Regions from separate parts of the Mus musculus genome. Here all the other regions are linked to region 1. A link is a contact called in public HiChIP or PLAC-seq and promoter capture Hi-C data. All regions are on one chromosome and are shown on one strand. Each heading gives the region's core, a stretch centred on a gene start, on an enhancer-like site or on the middle of the called end of the contact. The rest is flanking DNA. Distances are from core to core; before and after follow the strand shown.

Region 1 (4,272 bases), core at 568-3,067:
TCCTCAAACCCACCATTGACTTTTGGGAGTTTAGTGGGGTCCCTTAGGAGGGCAGATAGGACCTGACTTCCTCCTCCTGCCCCCCAAATCTGCACAGGCCCCTTCTGCCAAAGGATAAATTCCAAGTGCTTTTTTTTTTTTTTTTTTTTTTTTGGTTTGGTTTGGTTTGTTTTCCAAAACAGGGTTTCTCTGTGTAACAGCCCTGACTCTGGCAGACCAGGCTGGTCTCGAGCTCACAGAGATCCACTTGTCTGCCTCCCAAGTGCTGCGATTAAAGGTGTACTCCACCACCACCAGGTCTAAATTCCAAGCTTCTGTCCACAGCCTCCTGTTTCCTGATCTGGTTTTTCTCTGTTCCACTTCATACAGTCTTCCCAGTGGCACCAACAGGGCCACTTAGACTGAAACTTGCCCTCCCCCACATTTGCTCCTGAGTGGTTCCTTCCCCCTATCTTCCTTCCCTCTAGGAAGCAGATTCCTCCCTTCCCCAGGGCAAGGTCACCGGTCACCGGGACTCCCACTGAATCTTCTGTTAAGATTCAGCTCAAGGGTTGAATTCCTGGGAAGAACTTGGGGGAGTGGGGGTGGCCTGTGCTTCCTCCTAGTTACCCCATACCTGCCAAGTTAGCAACGCTCCTAGAACTACATGCACCACCCTTCAGTTTACTCAAGAATGTCCTCATGGGGAAATTTCCTCGATATTTCCTCCTCAACAGGGCCTGAAAGAAAAGGAAGGAAGGAAGGAAGGAAGGAAGGAAGGAAGGAAGGAGGGAGGGAGGGAGGGAGGGAGGGAGGGAGAGAGAGAGAGAGAGAGAGAGAGAGAGAGAGAGAGAGAGAGAGAACAAAAATATGTTGAAAACTTAGGTGAAGAACTAGGGGAACAGAACCTTCAGAAACAGCCCAGCACCCACTCTGCCCTCCCTCTCGGCCAGAGCGTGGCACACAATAGGTGTTCAGTAAAGGTTGGCTGGATTCTATTTACTGAACTGACACAAGATTTGGGACAGTTTGAGGTATGATGGCAGAGGAGGGTAACAGCCAGAAGGGGAACCCCGGGACGCACCACCGTGAGGGGAGGAGGGTCAAGGGATTGTGTAAAAAGGAGGTGAAGGAACTTGGAGTCAAGTCTGGGCCTCTGTGCGCCCAGGGCAGCGGGCAGTGGCCGGGCTAGTTCTCCTCCAGGTCCGCTGGCGCCCAGTCCAACCCGCTCCCTAGGGTGGTGAGACCCCCCGGCTCGCGCGCTCGGTTCTGGGCGCTGGGAGGCGTGTGTGTCGCTTTAAAAGCTCCCTCCCGGCGCGCGGGGCCGGCCCCTTCACTGCCAGCGCCGAGGCGAGCGGAGCCGCGCGAGCCCGGCGGCCTTTGAGGGAGCCTGCGCCCGGCCGGGCGGCCAGTCCGGCGGGGCGCGGCGGCGCTCGGGGTAAGCGGGCCAGGCCCGCGGAGCCGGGTGGGCAGGGCAGGGCAGGGCAGGGCGAGGGCGAAGCAGCCGGGGAGAAAGGCCCGAGCAGCCCCGGTGCCTCGTTTGCCCCATCGGCAGCTACCCGGCGCCCCGGGCCGCGAGGCGCGGAGCCGTGAGCGAGCGCGCTGGAGGCGGTGGAGCCGAGCGGAGGCTGCGCGCCCGGTGTGCCTGGCCGGGCCCGGCGCGCCTCCTCCATCGCCTCCCTGGCGTCTCGCTCGCCCCCTTCTGCTTTCCTTTGCTTCCTCGGCTGAGCCCCGCCGTGCTGAGGCCCCCCCGACCTCGTGCACTCATCTCCGCTGTGCTCGACACCGGGTCCCCCTGGCCACGGCTGCTTCCCCTCCCCCGAGACGCGAAGGAATCCGGACTTTCCCCACCGTTGATGGAGCCGACTGCCGGGCTGGACTGAGCGGTTTCTGCGGCCGCTCCAGACGTCGCCCGGGCCGGAGCACGGACATTCTGGGTCCCGGCTGAGTACACCCCGGACACCTAGCAGTGCCAGCTCGGGAAGGGCAGAGCAAGGCAAAGGCAGGACAGACCCCGGAGGGGCTCAGACCTGCCCATCTAGAATGGACAGAGAGAATCGCGAACCCTGTGGAGCCCGGGGAATGCCGGGCGTGGGCTGAGGGGATCCCGGCGCCCTCCCCAGCCCTCCGACTTTGGCTTAGTCGCCTGGACCGGACCGGTGTCACCTCGGCTCGGGTCACCTGTGGCCTCGGGGCCTCCGAGCTCGCCGGACCCTCGCGACCGGGAGCCTGGCGAGCGTGGTGAGGAGATTTTTGGGGATTTTTTTTTTTTGCCCCCTTCCCCGGAGCGCGGAGGCCCCGCCCCCTCCCACCGCCCAGATGTCTCCGGTCACCGCTCGGAAGACCTTCCTGAGGCCAGGAGCCGAAGGGTCCAGAGAGAGAAGCCCGCCCTAGGGAGCCTTGGGGGCCCCCCAACCTCGTCTTGTGGCTCGGCCCCGACACTGCTTAGAGGAAAGGCCACTGCCCCCACCCTTGGTGAGTAGGGGAGTCCAGCTTCGGAGGGTTCGGAGGGAAGGCGGGGTTGGGGGAGAAAGGGTCCTCTGGGAAGGAGGGCACCCTGTGGGCATTGAAAGAAGGTTGGAGAGCTGGAGAGGCCCTGTGCTAAACCAGTCTGGCCAAGCTTGGTTGGTGGCTGGGGGCGGGGGGTGCACCACGGCTAGAGTGCTCCAGAGGAGGCTAAGGGCTCATTCCTCTAAAACAGGGGCTCCTCCACTCTTCTGTTGAAGAAGGGTGTTGAAAACTATCTGCCTCCACCACCCCTCCCCACTAAATAAATAAATAAATAAATAAATAAATAAATCTCCAGCTAGGAAGGAGGGTGCAGGCAGAGAGAAGAGGGAGGCAGCAGCAGCAGGCTGGTGCAGCAGCCTGGGAGGGCTGACGCCAGGCTCGCTCTTTCTGCAGGGGGCTGCCCTCCTCCAATCCAGTTCCCTCTCCAGTGCTGTTCACATCTGGAGCCCCCTCCACATCTGGAAGATCCTGATCACCGTCCCTGTGCTGGTTCAGCTGCATCTAGAGACCTCTGCCTTTGTAACTGCCTAGGAGTTGCGAGGGGATTGCTGCCTTCCCCCATCCCAAGGGCATCTCTTACCCTTAGTCCTTGCAGAATCATCCCCCTGCCTCCGCATCCAGATTCGGGCAAAGATCAGCTCTGTACACCATAGGCACTTCAAGTCCTGGAAGCTGTTCTTGGGCCCTAAGGCCCCTCCCCTTGCCCTCCTGTGTCCTCACCTTGACCCCCCTCCCACCCTGTCAGACTCTGTCTCCCTCTGGGTGCTCCATCCCCCACCCAGAGGCGAGTAGGTGGAGTGGCAGGCTGCAGGGGCTGGGTGAGGGCCGCCCAAGGCCAGGGTAGGCTGGGGGGCCGTTAAAATGTGGAGCTCTGCCCGGCCGAGGGGGGCTCCGTGGAGGCAGACGAAGCGTGTGCCCCGCTGGGGCGAGTATGGGCAGGCTTGCGGCCACGTGGTGAAGGATGAACATTCGGGGTGCCCCGGACCTCGGGCAGCCCAGTGACGACCCCAACAGTGGTGGAGAGAGAGAGCGGATTCGACAGCGCATGAAGATGGTCATCGGGCAACTTGAAGGCATCCTGAGAGAACTCAAAGAAGTGGCTAAGGAGCTGAGGGAGGTGAGTTAAGAGGCCAGCAGGGGCCACACAGACCCCCCTCACCCTGACTGGCTGGGCTCAGCAGTAAAGCATTTGCCTGTGTCTTGAGTGTGCAATGCTATGTGCACATGGCCTGTTTCCACTGAGCACCCATCCCCTTTCCATTCTCCTTACTTCAAATCTGGTTTGCTTAAAAATCCCTATCCCCAGAGCTGGTGATGGGGCCTTGGTGTGGCAGAGACCGAGCAGCTGTCAGTGGGCCCATCTCTATGGTTAGTACTCCGGGTGCTCAGTGAGGACTAAATCTGCCCTACTCTATTCTTAATGGGACACATTCTTCTGAAACCCAAGTTGTCTGTCCCTTGACCCCACTGTTTACCTCCTAGACTCTGAGCAAGGACTCTAGGAGAGTGTGGATGACTGTCTGGTCAATCCTCATTGCTTGAGGCCCAGCTCAAAAAGATTTATCAGCTCAAAAGATCAGATATTCCAAAAGCAGGAGGAGTTAAGACCAGCTGTAACCTCCCTGCCCTGGAGTTAAAAGGTGGCTGGGAGATTCTGGTAAGGATCAGAGGTCCTTCTCTGTACATACATTTAAAAAAAGATTAATTTTTTTTTAACGGAGCTGAGTCCCCACCCCCATCCCACCCCCTTGCAGGACATGCTTCTGGGTGGTTTTTTGCAAA
Region 2 (4,272 bases), core at 933-3,432, 240 kb before region 1:
AGAGCACTGACTGTTCTTCCTGAGGTCCTGAGTTCAATTCCCAGCAGCCACATGGTGGCTCACAAGCATCTGTAATAGAATCTGATTCCCTCTTCTGGTGTGTCTGAAAACAGCTACAGTGTACTCATATAAATATTTTGAGTAAATATTTTAAAAAATTAGGCCAAGATCAGTTATATTGTGTACAAATATTTGTGTTTTCTTTCCTCAATTTTTTAAATTATGTGATGTAACATCTATTAATAGAATGTCAATGGTTATCATATTGAAGTCTGAGATACTAATAGAATGTTTCTAGGGGGCTGGTGAGATGGCTCAGGGGTTAAGAGCACTGACTGCTCTTCCAGAGGTCCTGAGCTCAATTCCCAGCAACCACATGGTGGCTACAACCATCTGTAATGGGATCTGATGCCCTCTTCTGGTGTGTCTGAAGACATCGACAGTGTACTCACATACATGAAATAAATTAATTAATTCAAAAAAAAAAAAAAAAGAATGTCCCTCAAGGGACATTGTCATCTACTCTAAATTTTTTGTTTGTTCGTTTGTTTTTGTTTGTTTGTTTGGTTTGGTTTGTTTGTTTTTTGTTTTTTGTTTTTTTTTTGGTTTTTCAAGACAGGGTTTCCCTGTACAGCCCTGGCTGTCCTGGAACTCACTTTGTAGACCAGCCTGGTCTTAAACTCAGAAATCTGCCTGCCTCTGCCTCCGAGTGCTGGGATTAAAGGCGTGCACCGTCACGCCTGGCATCTACTCTAAATTTGCAATGCATTTGCAGTTGTATGAGGGATAGTTTTATCTGGTTAGGTGTAATTATAACATGGTTAAATATAATGTGTTTGTAATTGTATGTCAGATAGTTATATCATGTTTAGGTATTATTATGATTTGCTTAATGTTTTCACTTGGAAATTGATAAGAAGATATGATTGTGTGTCAAGTTGGCAAGGGGTGGACTTGTATGGCAATTCTGGGTTGTCAACTTGACTACATTTGAAATTAATTAAAACCTCACTCCCGGTACCAACTCATCTTAGGGTTTTTATTGCTGTGACAAAACACCGTGAGTAAAGAGCAAGTTGGGTAGGAAAGGCTTTATTTTGCTTACATTTCCATATGGTGGTCCATCAATGAGGGAAGCCAGGACTCAAATAGGGCAGGAACCTGGATGCAGGAGCTGCTGCAAAGGCCATGGAGGATGCTGCTTACTGGCTTGTTCAGCCTGCTTTCTTAATGAACCCAGGACCAGCAGCCCAGGGTTGGCCCCACCCACAATGGAATGGGCCCTGCAACGTCAATCATAAATTAGGAAAATGCTCTTCAGGCTTGCCTACAGCACAACCATTTTCTCAATTGGAGATCCCTCTTTTCAGATTATTCTAGCTTGTGTCAAGTTGACATAAAATTAGCCAGGCTAGCAGTCATAGGCAGGGGAACTTAGAAATGAGCTATGGCAAGGATCCAGGGAGGCAAGACTGGGAAAGATTCGTCTTTTCTTGCTTTGTAAAATGGCCTCCTGCCAGCCTCCCAGCATCCTACTGGGGTATATTTTCTACCTTCATTTGGGCTTTCTGAAGCCACGGAAAGACAAAGTTACCTCAAGTGCCTGGATCAAGGAGTCTCATGTAATGCTTTGCTGCTGCTGCTGCAGCCACCACCACCACCATCCACTGCCAGGATTCCTGGGGTGTCTGCATGTGAAATTTTTCTTTTATACCAAAGTTGGGGCCTTCTGACTTCAACTTGTCCACAGTGACTTGGATCTGCCATCATTAAGCAAATAAGAACAGGACTCTGTATGGCAGGCTCTGTTTTCTTGGCTGTGGGGAAACAAACAAACAAAAAATACCAGTTTGCTGACCACACCAGAAGAAATCCTACATCTGGATAAGCACACCCATAACTCATAAGTGTGTTGAGTTTGGAGGAATGGTTTGAGGCCAAAAACATTTCTCTGCTTCTGGAGAAAACGCTCCTGCAATGCTCCTTTAAAGCCAAACTTCCTTGCCTCCTTTCCTAAGGCCAGGTAGGAGGTGGTCAGGAAGCCTCAACCTTAGAACCAAGGCCACATCCCCAAACTGTGCTCCCGCCGTTCGGTCCTCCCAGCGCAGGGGGTGCTGTGGAGCGGCAGGCATGGTGGACCCGGCCTGATTCCTGATCCTACTCAGCCACTGTTGTTAGTGACGGAGTAAAGCCGGAAGCAGTGGGAACGAGGAGGGGCGGAGCTGCCACAGGCTGGGCAGGGCAGTCTCCCAGCAGAGGATCGGGGCGTGTCCCGGTTAGAAGTCATGCTTGGAAGGTCTGGCTACCGGGCACTGCCCTTAGGGGATTTTGATCGTTTCCAGCAGTCGAGCTTCGGCTTTCTGGGTTCGCAGAAGGGCTGCTTGTCCCCAGAGCCGGGCAGCGTGGGGCCGGGGGCCGGTGAGTGGCTACCCAGCACCGCGGACAGAGGGGCACCCCAAGACCTGTACTCTCTGCCTCTAGGAGGAAGGAGAGTGAAGGGGATAGGATATGAAGTGGGTGCCAGACAAGGTGTGGGGATGCTACCACCGATTTGTTCTCCCTACGGCACCAGCTGTAGCTTTGGAAGCCGCGCAGCCCCATCTTCCCTAATCTTAGCCCATCCCGTTACTATTTCCAGGATAGCCCATCATGCATAGAAAGAAAACAGAGCCCTAGGCAGAGGGAGCCATAACCCACAAGGCATTTGTAGAGAAATGGAAAAAGAGTCGCCCTAGGGTAGCAGCGCAGGGAGCAGGAGTCTCCTGTGTCCTGGTGAAGATGCACAGAACAGAAAGCTGGGCCTGCAAGCTGCCTGGCTTGTTTGCTTTGGCTTCCTCTCTCCAAAGCCTGACTGTCCTTGGAGTATTCTGGTCCTCTGTGGTTCTCCTGTATTGACGGTGCATTGAAAGCTTTGGCAATGCTGAACGAATCCTCCATTTTCTGCCCCGTTCTTTTTTGTTGTTGTTGTTTTTGTTTGTTTGTGGTTTTTTTTTTTTTTTTTTTTTTTTTTTTTTTTTTGAGACAGGGTTTCTCTGTATAGCCCTGGCTCTCCTGGAACTCACTTTGTAGACCAGGCTGGCCTTGAACTCAGAAATCTGCCTGCCTCTGCCTCCCAAGTGCTGCGATTAAAAGCGTGCACCACCACGCCCGGCTCTTCTGCCCGGTTCTTAGGATTCCTCCTTCCCTGAAGAGGTCAGGAATTAGTTTATGACTTAGACTGTCCTGCAGGCAGGGGCTTCTTGAAGGATAGAACAGACGTCTCTTGTCACCTTCCTGTCTAGGGCTGGGGAGGAGAGAACAGATAGCAAGCTCATCCCCAGATTCTGGGCCTGTTTGCTCAACACCCATTCAGGATTCTTAGTTCTTCCTGCCAAAAGGCTTGAATTGAAGTACACTATAGATATAGATAGATAGATAGATAGATATAGATATAGATATAGATATAGTTCTTTCAGGGCATTAAAGTGGGAATAAATACTAAACTAGCACTTTAGTCCCACTGTGACTGTTACTTGTGAGCATTAGTTTTATCCTTAGTAGCTGAAGCCTTTCCTCTGTAATGACCCCTTGAAAGCATACTTGTGGTGTGGCCAGTAGAATGTGTTAACACCAGCAGTGTCCACTCCACCCAGCATGAGTGCTCTCTATTCCAGGTTTGGGTGGGCGGTACTCATTAGGCAAGGGCTTGTTGGTCCATGCTATGTCCAGCAATGAGAAATCGAATGGATCATGTTCTCAGATTCTGTGGCTCTCACCTGGGAGAGAAAAGTCTCCTGTAGGGTGTTGTACCGGTTAGTTATGGTGGAGGTCCCTAACTCGCTATGGGGAGCTTTTGGGGCAGAACACAGGCAAAACATACACATGGCCCACTGTACTCTGGGACACGGTGCCTGAAATTGTCCTGCCAGGCCCAGCTGGTGTTCTGTGGTTGCTTCTGCTCTTTTGCCCCCAGACGCGCCGGAGAGCTGGCCCTCCTGTCTCTGCCATGGCCTCGTCAGTGTCCTGGGGTTCTTGCTGCTGCTGCTCACCTTCCCCATTTCCGGCTGGTTTGCTCTGAAGGTAGGGCTGGCTGGATGCTGTGGGGGAGTGGGGAGGCACAACGAAGGTGTTGATGAGTGGATTCCCCGTATTTGGCCTCTAACTGCTATCACACCTCTAGGAAATAGGTAAGGCAAGGGTTGTTCATTTTATAATGGCTCATCCTGGTTGTCAACTTGACATGCCTGTGAAGAGGGAACTTCAACTAAGGGATTGCTCAGTCCTGTGGCCACG
Region 3 (4,272 bases), core at 1,167-3,666, 210 kb before region 1:
GTTCAGTAGTTCTTTTTTTTTTTTTTTTTCTTTGAGACAGGGTTTCTCTGTGTAGCCTTGGCTGTCCTGGAACCTACTCTGTAGACCAGACTGGCCTCGAACTCAGAAATCCACCTGCCTCTGCCTCCCAAGTGCTGGGATTAAAGGCGTGCGCCACCACTGCCTGGCCAAGTTCAGTAGTTCTAAGACAGTGAAATCTACCCTCATCGTGTGCCTCAGTGACCTCATTCCTAACTTAACAAGAAAAAGTAGAAACAGGTATGTACAGCACAGAAGCTCATGTGAGAATACTGAGAGCACTTTTCCCCACAATGGCCCAAATCTAGGGAGAAAAAAAACAAAAACAAGCAAACATGAATCTACTGGTAAATGGATGAACAGTTGTGGTTAGTTTATGAAAATTGTGGTACATCTATGAATATGGAATATGAGGAAACAAGGGCAAGAAAGTCCTGGGGCTGAGACAACAGCTCAGCATGGGGAAAGTCGTGTGGTCCATCCCAGTATGGCAAGAAAACCATGTAACAAAATACTGATCACACAATGGACGTGAGTGAGTCTCATAAGCATTACACCCAGAAGGAATATGGTTTTGCTTTGTGATAATTACATAATACAACAAATATAGAAAATTGAATGGGTGCTAAGCCTGGTGGGGACAAAGTGACATGGTTCCTAGCCCTGGGACAGGGCCCTGGTGTGAGCCTCCACCAAGTGTCAATGGCTGCTGTGGGTGTAAAGCACTTGTCTGGAAGTCAAGAGTGTGGCTATATGGGGGCGGGGGGAAGGGCATGGGGGAACTTTTGGGATAGCATTTGAAATGTAAATGAAGAAAATACCTAATCAAAAAAAAAAAAAGTTTGGCTATGACTCAGCAAAATGGTAAACACTGGGACCTTCAAACAGCCCTTAAGGCTATGGGAAAGAGCTTTAAATACATTTTGAAAATGTATAATTTCTCAACTATGCAAAAATATAAAGATGCAATATGAATTATGAGGGGCTTCATGAATCTAAAGGAACAGAGGTAGCTACGATGAGCCAGCTGGTCAGGAAGATACAAAGACAGGCAGATGGAAATGCAGGCAGATTCCTGGGTTCAAGGTCAGCCTGGGACTTAGAAAGTGCAGGCCTGGGTGCAGGGAAAATGGTAATTTCAGGGCAGAGTCCCACCTAACTAGTTTACCACCTGTGCTTAACAAAAGCAGACTGATCTCTGAATTGTTTGCATTGTCAAGAAACAAAGGTAAGTTTACTGTCCTACAAATAAATGGCTGGGGTAACAGGATGCTGGATTGAAATGTAAAATAAAAGACTGGACCTGTGCTCTGCAGGAGATGGGCTATCCAGAAAACTTAGGAAAACAAGAGAACTGCTTAGACAACTGACATTCACGCATTTGCTTTCGTGCTGAAGCACACAAGTAAGCAGGACTTGGACAGAGAGATCTCTTAGAATAGCAAGCAAGCAGAATATAGACCAGAGAGATCTCCAGAGAGAAAGCAGAGCATAGAAGCAGACTGGAAAAGCTGTATCTAGCAGAGCACAGGTCTTAGCTTGAATCTACAGTTTGACTTCAAGTGGTTCTTTTCGAGGCTCCCAGACTCCCCTTCTCAGAACCCCTCTCCAAGCCGAAGCTGGTCCTTGTCAAATGCACATTCCACAATCCAGAACTGTAGCTCAGTGGACAGAGTGCTGACGTAGCGTGCATGAGGCCCTAGGTTCAGTCCCCTGCCCTGCAGAAGCAGGGTGTGGCTGCACGTGACTGTACTTGCCCCACTTGGGAGGTGGAGGCTCAAGAACCAAAGTTCATTGTAACCTCTGCTATGGTAGAGCAAGTTCAAGGCTAGCCTCTGCTAGAAGCCTTGACCAAAAAAGCAAACAAAAGTCACCAAGAAAGTGCATTTGAATTGTTTCATCCCAAGATAAGTGCTTGACTTGATGGCTGTGTTAACGAGCTTGATTTAATTGTTTTGTCATTTCATAAATCACAAAGTACCTCACTCTGTACTCCATACAGCAAGATTATTTCAATTTATAATATAAAAATTAAAATTAAACTAAAAGGCATATTCTGTAAACGAAATCAGAAACAAAAGGCTGCCTACTATATGTCGCTATTTACAGGTGATCCCATGAAATGCAAAGCTACCGGGACAGAGAACAACTCAGGGACTCCAGGGCTCTGTGACTGTGAGGCTGAGGACAAGGAAATACCACAGGAGGAGATAACAACAGTTACTGATTTATTGATTTATTTAGTGATTCTCCTAAAGCGCTGTTAGAATGCCTAAAGCCAAACATGGCTTCACTTGCCTACCTGGAACAGAGCCACCTGAGAAACACTTAAAACAATGAGTCGTTGCCCTTAACAACCTGACTTCCGCTCAGGCTTCTTGCTGTCTTGCAAGTGCCAGTAAAAGCTCACTAGCTCCCCCTTGTGGTTTTAGATATAAAACGGGGACACAGACTGGGTCAATACCAAGGCCTGCTGGGAGCTGTCCTGGCTTTGGTCCAGATATCTCTCTTCCACTCCCACTGGTGTCAGAGTGCTTATTCTAGAAAGATTCCCACAACAGGAGCAAGAGAGGAGTGGGGTTTTCACTTGCATTTTATGTGTATGAGTGATGTGCCATGTTCATACAGTGTCCGTGGAGGACGCCTTTGTCCCCTGGGACTGGAGTTACAACTAGTGTGCTCCATCTTGTAGGTGCTGGGAACTGAACCTGGGTTCTCTGGAAGAGTAAGTGCTTTTAATTGTTGATCCCCAAAAGGGGATTTTGAGAGTAATGGACTTTTTCCACATTTTTATTGTGGGGGTATATTTATAATTATTTATAGTTTTTGTTTGTTTGTTTGGGTATATTTATATTTATTTATAGTTTTTGTTTGTTTGGTTTGGTTTTTCTTTTCTTTTTTTTTTTTAAAGATTTATTTATTTATTATATGTAAGTACACTGTAGCTGTCTTCAGACACTCCAGAAGAGGGAGTCAGATCTTGTTACAGATGGTTGTGAGCCACCATGTGGTTGCTGGGATTTGAACTTCAGACCTTCGGAAGAGCAGTCGGGTGCTCTTACCCACTAAGCCATCTCACCAGCCCTGGTTTGGTTTTTCGAGCCAGGGTTTCTCTGTAGCCCTGGCTGTCCTGGAACTCACTTTGTAGACCAGGCTGGCCTCAAACTCAGAAATCCGCCTGCCTCTGCCTCCCAAGTGCTGGAATTAAAGGCATGCGCCACCATGCCCGGCTTATTTATAGTTTTAAAGCTTGTCAAACTCTACACATAAAGGAGTTGACTGTAACTGTATGCAAATTATCCATGAATATTTCTTAGTTATATATACTGAACAAGCAAAAGAGACAGTGGGTGTGATTTCAGAAATGATGTTCATATATCCCCCCCAAACCAAACAAACAAAAAACGAGGACCCCCCCCCCCCAAAAAAAAACCCAAAAAGCCCTACTTTTACCTCTGAAATAGCCCTGAGGAAACAAAGTCTTGCTCCCCCTGGTGGCCTCCATGTGCATTGACAGTCTGTTCCCTGACAAGCTGCTGGGACCCAGGCTCAGGCTAAGACCTCTTGCTGCCAGAGATTGGAGCTCCTTGAGGCTAGAAAGTGGTTGTTAGTGTACCACAGGCATTGTCCTAAAGTTTTGGGGCGTGCTGGTGAGATGGCTCAGCAGGTAAGAGCACCCGATTGCTCTTCCAAAGGTCCTGAGTTCAAGTCTCAGCAACCACATGGTGGCTCACAACCATCCGTAATGAGATCTGACTCCCTCTTCTGGAGTGTCTGAAGACAGCTACAGTGTACTTACATATAATACATAAATAAATCTAGAGTTTTGGGGCTGCTTTGATTACTTTTCTATTGCTGTGATCAAACGCCATGACCAAAAGCAACTTAGGGAGGAAAGGGTTTCTTTCTGCTCACACCTCTTAGGTCATCCAACGTCACTGGGGGAAGTCAGGACAGGAACTCAAGCAGGAACCTGAAGGCAGGAACTTAAGCACAGACCATGGAAGAACAATGCTTACATTTATTTTATGTATATGAGTACACTGTAGCTGTGCAGATGGTTGTGAACCATCCTGTGGTTGCTGGGAATTGAACTCAGGACCTCTGCCCACTCTGGCCCTGCTCGCTCCAGAGAAAGATTTATTTATTATTATATGTAAGTACACTGTAGCTGTCTTCAGACACACCAGAAGAGGGCATCAGATCTCATTAGGGATGGTTGTGAGCCACCATGTAGTTGCTGGGATTTGAACT

Evidence for each region. Promoter capture Hi-C pulls out the DNA fragments that hold promoters and counts their contacts. HiChIP or PLAC-seq counts read pairs in DNA pulled down with a chosen protein or histone mark.
Region 2: a promoter capture Hi-C map of cranial neural crest shows a contact between it and region 1. The contact joins the promoter of Stoml1 here to the promoter of Insyn1 in region 1. A contact is called at or near these places in 4 of 39 promoter capture datasets (the 3T3-L1 cell line, cranial neural crest and hippocampal neurons), 2 of 484 Hi-C or Micro-C datasets (myocytes and ventricular fibroblasts), 5 of 115 datasets of contacts at active chromatin or transcription factors (embryonic stem cells, neural tube, pancreatic cancer cells and 1 more) and 1 of 9 other capture datasets (adipose tissue).
Region 3: a contact with region 1 is called in an H3K27ac HiChIP or PLAC-seq map of embryonic stem cells, with 6 read pairs. The contact joins the enhancer-like site here to the promoter of Insyn1 in region 1. A contact is called at or near these places in 4 of 39 promoter capture datasets (the 3T3-L1 cell line, the SN4741 cell line and cranial neural crest) and 2 of 115 datasets of contacts at active chromatin or transcription factors (embryonic stem cells and neural tube).

What each region holds. Positions count from the first base shown.
Region 1 is chr9:58,486,786-58,491,057 of GRCm38.p6, forward strand. It overlaps Insyn1 (inhibitory synaptic factor 1), which reads left to right and starts at 1,818. Exons shown (of 3, transcript NM_176921.4): 1 at 1,818-2,454; 2 at 2,884-3,607. The coding sequence starts at 3,452.
Region 2 is chr9:58,250,982-58,255,253 of GRCm38.p6, forward strand. It overlaps Stoml1 (stomatin-like 1), which reads left to right and starts at 2,183. Exons shown (of 7, transcript NM_026942.3): 1 at 2,183-2,418; 2 at 3,953-4,059. The coding sequence starts at 2,286.
Region 3 is chr9:58,278,270-58,282,541 of GRCm38.p6, forward strand. No RefSeq gene overlaps it. Among named protein-coding and RNA genes, the nearest start is that of Stoml1, 27 kb to the left of the region's middle. Within about 2 kb of position 2,417, at least 56 of the 459 cell types and tissues checked have an H3K27ac peak or open chromatin away from gene starts, as enhancers often do. A contact at or near this core is called in embryonic stem cells, where this site is marked.